2 separate regions of the Sus scrofa genome follow, and region 2 is linked to region 1. The links are chromatin contacts, called in public Hi-C maps. All regions are on one chromosome and are shown on one strand. Each heading gives the region's core, a stretch centred on a gene start, on an enhancer-like site or on the middle of the called end of the contact. The rest is flanking DNA. Distances are from core to core; before and after follow the strand shown.

Region 1 (4,506 bases), core at 1,204-3,703:
TCTACGTTCCACTAGTTGAACCTAGACATTTCGGCTATCTAAGGCTTTTCATCCTAGAATGTGGTAAAAAACACGACAGCATTCAATTACACATTCTCTAAATTGAAAAAACAACCTGTACTTTTATTACTGTAATTTCTCCCACCATTCAAGCAAATCGTACTTTTTAGACAATATCCACCATTTAATTAACATGTTTATATTGAAGAGGAACCTGGCCATCGGTTCTTTCACAATGCATCATACAGCATCTGATCACTTACAGACCAAATGCATCAGTAAAGGAAAATAAACCAGATAATCCTAAATCTCTGGAAACAGAAGAAACAAAAGCTCTCTCCGAGTTGTGTAAAGGTCACCAAAATTCTCATTAAAAACCTTTCGATTAAGATTATATTTGATTTCCCCAATCAAAAACGTCTCCTAAAAATTCATGGTACTGTTCACACAATAAATTAGACGTTCTTTCATCAGTGTAACCGATAGAACAGTTCAGTTTCTAGAGTCAGATTACTTGACCTGCTTTTAAAAAACACTTAAATGCATGCAGTTATTCCTACGATTCCCTGCCAAAGAGACGTTCTATATGCGAAAAATCATCCTCGGTGAGACAGCCTATATAACTAGCTCCAACTCCACAGCAAAGCCCACAGATATCCCCACCAGCTGACTCCCACCGTCTCCGGGGACAGCTTGGGGCCCCCAGCCGCCACACACACACACCTTCCTCGGCAGGACTCTGAGGCCCCACATACGACCTCGACCAAGCCCCCCACTTCCTGAATTCTCTAACCCCTGAGGTTCGTTTTCCGGAGGCAACCTTACCTTCATGATGACTCTGGGGCCGCGATCCCCTCGAAAACACCAGATTCACCTACACCTGGAGAAGAAACAAAAGACACCCAGTCAGCACCATGGGCACCCCCCTGCACTGGCGGAGGCGGAGGGAACCGAGCGAAGCCCGCACCCCGAAAAAGAGCCGAAAGAGGCGTCAGTCCCCGAACCGCGAATAGCCGAACCGGGGTTCCCGCTGGCTTTGCCATCCCGGCAAACCCGGCCACCTTTACAGTTCGACAGCTTCCCGTCCCCATTGTCGGGACCCGACGGAGTTTCCCGTCTCCGACAATGACGCCATTTCTGTCAGAGAAGAAACTCACAACAAGCCCGGGGTCCGGCGCGGGGCCGGCCGTCCTCCTCCCCTCCGGCCTCCGCGCCGGGCCCGGCCGGCCCCCCTCCGAAGGGCCGCACACCCCTCGTCCGAGCCGGAGCCAGCCGAGCCTCAAGGGGCTCGGCGGGGGCCGCGGAGGGCCCGGCGGGCCGCGGGCGGGACCGATCCTGTACAGCCTCAGCCCCCGTCCCGCTCCGAGGCGGACACCCCGACAAGTGGGAGCGGGATCCACGTCCGCCTGCCGCGGGCACGGCGAGAGCGCCGAGGGACCAAGAGGCGGCAGCCCCCCCCCCCACCCGGCCCGGGCCCCCCACCGCGGCTGGGAGACGTGAAAGCGCTGAGTGTGCGGCCGCCAGGCTGGGGAGCGACTCGACTCGGCAACTGCAGGGACGGGTGGGAGCTCTCAGGAGGCCGAGGCCCCGAATTCGGGCGCCTGGGGAGCCCACCACAGCGATCTTGTCTTCTCCTCGATTGGGCCCAGTGACTCCCCAAAAGACCCCCTTAATAGGACCGCCAAAGCCTCAGAAAACGTCCCTACCTTCCTCGGAGGCGAGCTCTGACCCTGGCACGTCCAGAGTCCCCTTCCCTGCTCCCCCCCAAAACCAGCAGGCCCGGGGGAGAGATGGGGGAAGAAGGGCGGCGGGTCCAGCGGTTGCTGAGGCTGAAGCTCCGGCTCCTCCTCCTCCCGCGGCGGCGACTGGTACCTTTGTTTGGCGGCCGCTCGGGCTCCCTCGCTGGGGGGAGGGGGGACGACGAAAAATCCCTCCCGGACTGGAGGTCCGGGCCCCCAGTTGCGCTGCCCTCCAGAGGACGGCGGCGACAGACCCTCTGCGGCTCCCTCCGGGCAAAGGTCCAGGCGGTGGCCGTGGCGGCGGCAAGCTTAAGCTCAAGAGTCTCCCTCCGCTCCGGCGCCCGAGCTCCTCACTCCGGACTCGACTGACGGGCAAACATCGCTTCCCCCCCCCACCCCAAGTCCCCCCCTTCCCTCCTTTCTCCCCTCCCCTAGACTTTCTTTCCCCTCCCCTACCTCTTTCCCGGATGGCCTCTTAGACGACCTCGGATTGGTTAGACTTCTTTAGAACCCCCCTATGCCCTGTTCCTATTGGTCCCTGGGATACAAACAACGACGCCATTTTCCCACCAGTTCTATGGAAACAGAAAGTTACGCCTCAAAGCTCCCCGGGAAATGTAGTTCAGCCTCTGGGCCAACGCGCTAGGCCTTGCCGGTGAGAACTGCAAGATCCGCAAAGCCCCGCGGCTACGTGAGACGGGAGGGGGGAGGGAAAGGGGGCGGAGCGACAAAGCAAAGGGGAGGTGGCAACGACGCCTGCGCAGTGTGACCGGGATGGCGCATTTTCTTGCACCGAGTAATGCGGCGTCGCTGGTGGCTGAGGAGGGCGGAGAGTTCTTTGGTGAAATAGAGGGAGGGATTCATGGAAGCCTCAGGAGGAGCCTTGTCCTGAACTATAAGGTGGGAAGTTGATACAGGATACTGCTACTCCTGGGCCCGCGGCGTGAAAGTTGTGATATCATCCTCGAACCGTGAGTGGCTGTGCCGGCGGCTGGGGGGGAACCCGGATGGGGAGGAGGGTTGGGGAGGAGGGTTGGGGAGTCTGGGAGGCGGAGCCGAGAGGAAAGAAAGAAAAGAGGGTGAGGACCCGGATGCTGAACCGGCTTGTGTATGAATTTTCCATCCTCTCGCTGGAGGAGGGGAGGAGCGGTAGCGGACCGAGCGGGGCGGAAGGGGGCCTCAGAGCCGAGAGAAAGCAGAGCCGACATTTGAAGCCCTTCTTCCAAGTCTCTGTTGAAAATCTGCCCCGGAGTTAATTAAATTCCCTCCCTGTATCTCTCCGGTAGTTTTTTTCAGACCCACCCACATCTCCCGGAGTTTGAGTGGAAGGGCTCACTCTGCGCTTCACAGCTACGTTTGTATTTGCGTGTTCCTTTAGCTCTTTAGAAACCAGACTCTTCCCTTTTAAAAAATTGCATGATATTTCCACTTGTGCATGCAAATGTGTGCCCTGACTTCATCCTCTAACGCGTTAGAAGGCACTTTCCGTTGTCCTTCACATATTTGAGCGCCTACCGTGTGGAAGAAACTTGTACGGCCCCTGCTTCGTAAACCAGAGCCCAGTGAGACAGGCAGATATTAAATTGAACACACACGAGTGTAAAATTGCGTCAGGTGCTGTAAGTGGTGCATAGAAGAGTTTCATGGTGATAGGAGAATTGGAAATTGGGAAATTGCCTTAGGGAGTTGAAAGCATTCCCGAGCATGTGAGGATCCAGCCGAGAGCGGAAGGGTTAGTAAGAGTTAATTAAGGAACATTCCAGATCGAAAGAATATCGTGTTGGAAAGGCTTGTGCCACAAGGGAGCTTTTTAAAGTATGAGAAACTGAGGCTGGGGTGTGGGCAGGGGATTGACTCTCCGAACTTGATAAGCTTTCATGGAGACTTTATTGAGCAGTCTGCTAACTGGAAGAGTTCTCAATCAGAAGGGAGATAGGACCGCATTTGAATTTTGAAAAGATCTCTGGCTGAAGAGTAGGAGCGAGTACAGGAAGCCCAAACACTAAGTTACTGCTCTAGTAGTCCAAAGGGAGGAGAGACTGTGGCTTGTATTAATATTCAACAACCATTGTTTGAACAAATTTAGGGCAGTTTCCCACTTTTGAAAATGAGTAGGTTCAGACTCTCACCGAGGCATTCTGTGGGTTGCTTTTCACTCCACAAGCAAATTAGTAGCACCCTAATGCCTCTTTCCATTCAGGTCTAGTGTGTGATGGCTGAAATTTCTAGGTGCGATAAATTGGAGCCTTTGGGGTTACAAAGGAAGAAAGAAGGAGTTCCCGTCATGGCGCAGTAGTTAATGAATCCGACTAGGAACCATGAGGTTGCAGGTTTGATCTCTGGCCTCGCTCAGTGGGTTAAGGATCCCGGTGAGCTGTGGTGTAGGTCTCAGATCCCGCGTTGCTTTGCCTGTGGTCGGCGGCGACAGCTCCGATTAAACCTCCATAGGCTTCGGGAAGCGGCCCTAGAAAAGGCAAAAAGACAAAAAAAAAAAAAAAAAAAAAGAGGAAGAAAAAGGCAAGTGAGAGTAGATGCCAGTGTAATGTGAAACACTTCTTACAGAACACTGTAAAAAGACACAAAACAGATTGGGTTTTGACACCTAGAAAAACTGAGGTTTCTATGTTTTCCCACTGTTCAGAACACTTGCCCATAAACATTCTCTGGGAAAGGAACATTAATTGACTTATTTGTTAAATGAGTATTCTTAAATTTACCTGAGTGAGCAAAAGAAAAATTTTTTTAATTCATAAGTAATATTTTAAGT
Region 2 (4,610 bases), core at 1,595-4,094, 620 kb before region 1:
GTATTTGGCTTTTTTTTTTCTTTTTAAAATAAGTGCATACAAATACAGCTAGAAGCAGTTCTGATTTGCCAAGTGCCCTAAAAAAGCAGCGCAAGTCACAGCCTACATTGAAAGGTAACCAGGATAAAGCACAAAGATATGCTAATAACGTTAACAAAAGAAGAAAATGCCTTTATAAGTACATACCTTTTGTCGTCAAAAAAAAAATAGAAACACAATGTATTCAAAAAAAATCAAAATTATACAGCCATGTTTATGAAGTCTACATTTCCCTTGTCTTGGATATATATATATATATGTGTGTATATATATATATATATTTATATATATGGAGATATATACAATTCAAGCAGTTTTAGTTAAGGGTAATCATTGGGTTTTTCTCAAACCGGAAAGTCAAGAGTCTCTCTCTTTTTTCACTTTCACATCTCCAGCAAGGATGGTTGCAATTTCCCCTTGCATGAAGGCCCAGGGGACATTGGAGCCCACAAGAGGGCATTTTTCCCCACTGGGACAATAGACCTCTCCACTAGCTCCCTGCTGTTTGATGCTTTGTCTGGAGCAAGGGAAGCAGAACTTGTGCGAAGGAACGGACGGGCACTGCACAAAGTGGGTGTCCTCCAGCCGCTCGTGGCAGAGGGTGCAGCACAGCGGGGCACTGGCTGCCAGAGAGGAGTCCGGGAGGCTGGCGGGGTGCACTGGCTCCAGTCCTCCTGTGCTGCCTGCCCCCTGGCCCCCTACCTCTCTGGGGCCCAGCCTTCTTTGGTTCATAGAGGACGGAGACGGTGGACTGCTGCTGTTCCTCCTCGTGGTGGAGTGCACCTGATTGGCATCTTTAGAGGCATGACTGCCTCCAGCATTGTCTGCAACTAAGATCAGGGCTGCCATGGGGGACTGGCCGTTCTGGGCCGCTTCAGGCGGTGTGGTCCGGTTGGAATGAGGTGAGGCAGTGGGTGGTGGTGGAGACACAAAAGAGGATGTAGGCGTAATGGGGATCTTGAGCCCTTCAGTGGATGTGGACAGCCAGGGCTGTGCCTCTCCATTGATCTTAGGGGGCCCGACTTCACCTTCTGGTTCTGGTGAAGGCTTCCTTTTCCTTGCAGTTCTTGCAACTGGAAAAAGAGAAATAAAAGGGAAAAGAGAAAATAAATAAAGGTGCACCGGAAAGGCCTTTTACTAACATGAAACAAAATTCGCTAAAGCATTTTTATTCTCTGAAAGCTGGTAGATAAAAACTCACGTGAGCTTTCAAGAGCACGTGTAACTTAAAACACTTAACTTACAGGGCTGAGGCAGTATGCCACTCAAAAACACAAAAGCCACAGAAAACGATTCCTACACAACGGCCTATTCTGACACACGCAAGCATGTAGCCCGGCTAAACCGGGCATACGACTGCTAACGTCCCCCAGCAGGTTAAAAGGTGACTGGTGCTCTCCTGCTCTCCTCCAAGAATGTGCTGGGAAAGGAAAACCCGGTGTCAGTGCCTATCAGCCCGGTCTGACTCATCTCTGTTGTGCTACTTCAGCACAGGAACACGTTGCCACTAAGCACTGGTTCCGCCTCGGGCAAATCAGGAAGTTGGGTGTTTGTTGTTTCTGGGCCGGCCGGGGGAGAAATGGTGAATGGGAAGGGCACCCCCTCCTCTGCTCTCCGTCCCCTCTTCGCCCCGAGATCACCTCACTCCACAGCCGCCCCTACCTGCTTTAGACCCGTTGGCCCCGTTGGCCTCGAAACCCAACAACCTGCCTGCAGTCAGGGCCGGCTCCTTCTTAAACTTGCTCTCGAAGGGCCCCGAGTGGCCGTGCTGGTGCAGCGCCAGCAGCGTGTCTCGAACCGTCTTGGGCCTGTTGACCCAGTCCTGATCGCCGGGCCCGCGGCCCTTGCCCGCGCCCTCCGTGCCCAGCTCGGCCGCCCCGGCCGCGGTGGTCAAGCTGTCTGCCGGGCCGCGGTGCGAGGTCGGCGGCGGCTGCTTCTCCTTGGCTGCCGCCTCGCGCTGCTCGTGCTCCGCCGACGCGCTGCTCGTCACGGACGCCGGCCGCTTGTGGGCGCCCAGTTCGGCCGGCTGCGCCGAGCCCAGCCCGGCAGCCGCGGCCCCGGACACGGCGGCCAGTGAGGCGGCGGCGCGACCGCCCAGGCCAAGAGCGGCGGGCAGCGGCGTGGTCGAGCCGTTCATGAGCGGCACCAGGGTGGGAGGCACGGCGTGGCCGCGCCGCGGGTTAGGGCTCTGGCGGTTCAGCTCCGGCGGCTCCTCCAGCTTGGAGAAGCCGTTGGGCACCAGGATGCCGTTCACGGGCGGCGGCTGCGGCGTTGGCGGCTGGGCCAGACCGGCCGCCGGGCGGCTACCGCTGAAATCGGAGCCGAGGCGCGGGGGCCGCTCGGCTGCGGCGGCTGCCAGAGGGTAGCGCTCCAGGGCCTGCGGGGCGCGCGCGGTGGCCTCGGGGCCGCCGTGGCCGAGCTGCTGCTGCTGCTGCAGGAGAAGGTCCTTGGCGGAGAGCGGCGGCGGCTTAGCGGCGGCCGGAGCCGCGGCGCCGGGCGGGGAGCGGCCCTCCGGGAAGCAGCCGTGCGCCCGCTTGAGCTGCCGCGCCGTCTCGATGACGAACTCGACGCGGTCGGCGCCCTCGTAGTTGACGCAGCCGCGGCACACGGGCTCCGTGAAGTCCCAGATCATGGCCCAGGGCATGCGGGGCAGGTCACACAGGTAGCACGACTGCCGCCGGGACGCGGCCGCCACCGCCACCGCCGCGGCCATGTCCGAGGAGCCCGCGGCGCCGGAGGAGGAGGAGGGGGCGCCGCCGCTCCCCGCCGGCACCACGCGCGCCCTCCTCCCCCCCCAACCCCGCGTCTCCCCCACCAGCGGCGGCGGCGGCCGCAAAGGCGGCGGCGGCGGCAAAGCCCGCGAAGGATCGGCGCCCGCGCAGCGCCCCCGGTGCACGAGGGGCGGCGGGCGCGGGGCGAGGGGTTGCAGCCGCGGCAGCACGTCCCCCCGGCCGGCGCGGGCGCGGGTGGGCGGCGGGGCGGCGCGGCGCGGCGGGCGCGGCGGCGGCGGCGGCGGCGGGGGCTCGGCCGGGGCCGCGGCGGGCCTCCAGACCGGGGCGAAGACGGGCCGCGCGGGCGCGGGGGAGCGCAGCAGGTCGCGGCGGCGGCCGGCGCGGAGTGCGGGGCGGGGGGCGGGGAGGCCGGGGGGGCGGGGGGCGGGGGGCGGCCGCCGGGGCAGGCTCAGCCCGAGCGGCGGGGCATGCCGCGCCGGGGCGGCGGCGGCGGCGGCCGTGCGGCGTGGAGCTCGGGCGCGGCACGGGCCCGGGTCGCTCCGCTGCTCTCTCACAGCTCCTGGCGTCGCCGCTCTCCAGCGCCCGCCTCAGCGCCCAGCCCGCCTCAGCTCCGCCGCCGCCGTCGCTGCTGCTGCTGCCGCCGCGGCCGCTCCACTTCTACAGACTTGATTCTTCGACAGCCTCGCAAGGCGCCTGCGCGGGCCCCCTCCCCTCGCGCGCGCGCGCCCGCCCTCCCCCGCTCCCTCCCCCTCCCCCCGCCAGAGAACGAGCGCTGCCGGGAGAGCCGGCTCCGCGGCGCCCGCCCGCGGGTCAGCACCACCCGCCTGCGCCGCGGCTCGTGTCCCCGACGTGAAGCCGTCGCTGGTGTGGCTTGCTTTCCTCCACCCGCTCGGCTCCCTCGACTGCTCAGGCAGTTCCTTCTCGTCTAGGGCTGTTTGAGCCAAACCGTGCTAGAACTCATGTTTTGAAAAGCCAGGCCACTCTGTAACCTGGTTCTGTTAGTAGCATCTTGAGGATGGGGATTTTCAGTCAAGTGCTGTTCACAGTTTTGTAAGGAGCTTTATTTGAACTCCTCGGTGAGTGCTTTTACACCCGCATGTCTTGGGAAGGACACACGCGCCGCCGGTCCCCTAAACTTTTACAACAGGAGGGTGCGCGCCCAAGCCTAGGGCCGCGTCCACCCGCCCTTCTACGGAGCCCTTCCGGGAGCGAGCGGGTACGCTGCCCGAGGAGGTTCCGATCCCCCTCTTCCCCAGTCCGCAGCCCGCCGGGCCACGCGGGGATCCCGGTCGCCTGCTGCAGGCCCGCGCGGCGGGCGCGTGACGTGGGCGCGGGGCCGCGTGCGCCGCCACCGAGTGCGCACGCTCCGCGCGGACGTGACTCGGCGCCGCTGGCACTGGCGGCCCCATTGAACGAATGCACATTCCAGGGATCCGGGGTCAGCGGCCAACGCGGCCGCGTCACCGCGCAGGCTCCGCCCCCGCCGCGACTCTGCTCCAGACCCCGCCTCTCGGAGCCAAACTTGGACTCCAGGTGGCGCGCGGCGCGGGCACGAGCGGCAGCGGGGCTTGGCCCGCGCCCGCCGTGGGGGCGAGCGACCGGCTACCCCGCTGGCTGCTCTGGCGTCCCCGGCGCCGCGGTGGGGCAGTGGCAGCCTTGCGCCCCTGGCAAGGCCCGGGTTGGGCTTAACCCCGGTGGGTGCGAACCCGCCTGGCGCGAAGGCGAGATGTGGCCGCAGAGCCTGGCCGCGCTCTGCCACTGTAGGCCGCCACAGACTCTGCCCAGACTGAAATGAGCACTTGAGTTTCACACTTTTATCGGGAGGAGGAGCTGGCGTGT

What was found. Hi-C and Micro-C count contacts between places; a contact is called where the count stands out from the background.
Region 2: a contact with region 1 is called in a Hi-C map of liver, with 3 times the contacts expected there. The contact joins the promoter of IRF2BP2 here to the promoter of GGPS1 in region 1. A contact is called at or near these places in 1 of 5 promoter capture datasets (liver), 5 of 47 Hi-C or Micro-C datasets (embryonic fibroblasts, heart right ventricle, liver and 1 more) and 2 of 2 datasets of contacts at active chromatin or transcription factors (alveolar macrophages and skeletal muscle).

Annotation. Positions count from the first base shown.
Region 1 is chr14:55,921,984-55,926,489 of Sscrofa11.1, reverse strand. GGPS1 (geranylgeranyl pyrophosphate synthase) reads left to right here and starts at 2,453. Exons shown (of 4, transcript XM_003483472.4): 1 at 2,453-2,710. ARID4B (AT-rich interactive domain-containing protein 4B) reads right to left here and starts at 2,157. Exons shown (of 25, transcript XR_002338970.1): 1 at 1,707-2,157; 2 at 826-880.
Region 2 is chr14:56,544,026-56,548,635 of Sscrofa11.1, reverse strand. It overlaps IRF2BP2 (interferon regulatory factor 2-binding protein 2), which reads right to left and starts at 2,844. Exons shown (of 2, transcript XM_021074288.1): 1 at 1,750-2,844; 2 at 1-1,112. The coding sequence starts at 2,752. The coding sequence ends at 397. It overlaps LOC110256820, which reads left to right and starts at 2,751. Exons shown (of 2, transcript XM_021073692.1): 1 at 2,751-3,156; 2 at 3,218-3,624. The coding sequence starts at 2,751. The coding sequence ends at 3,624.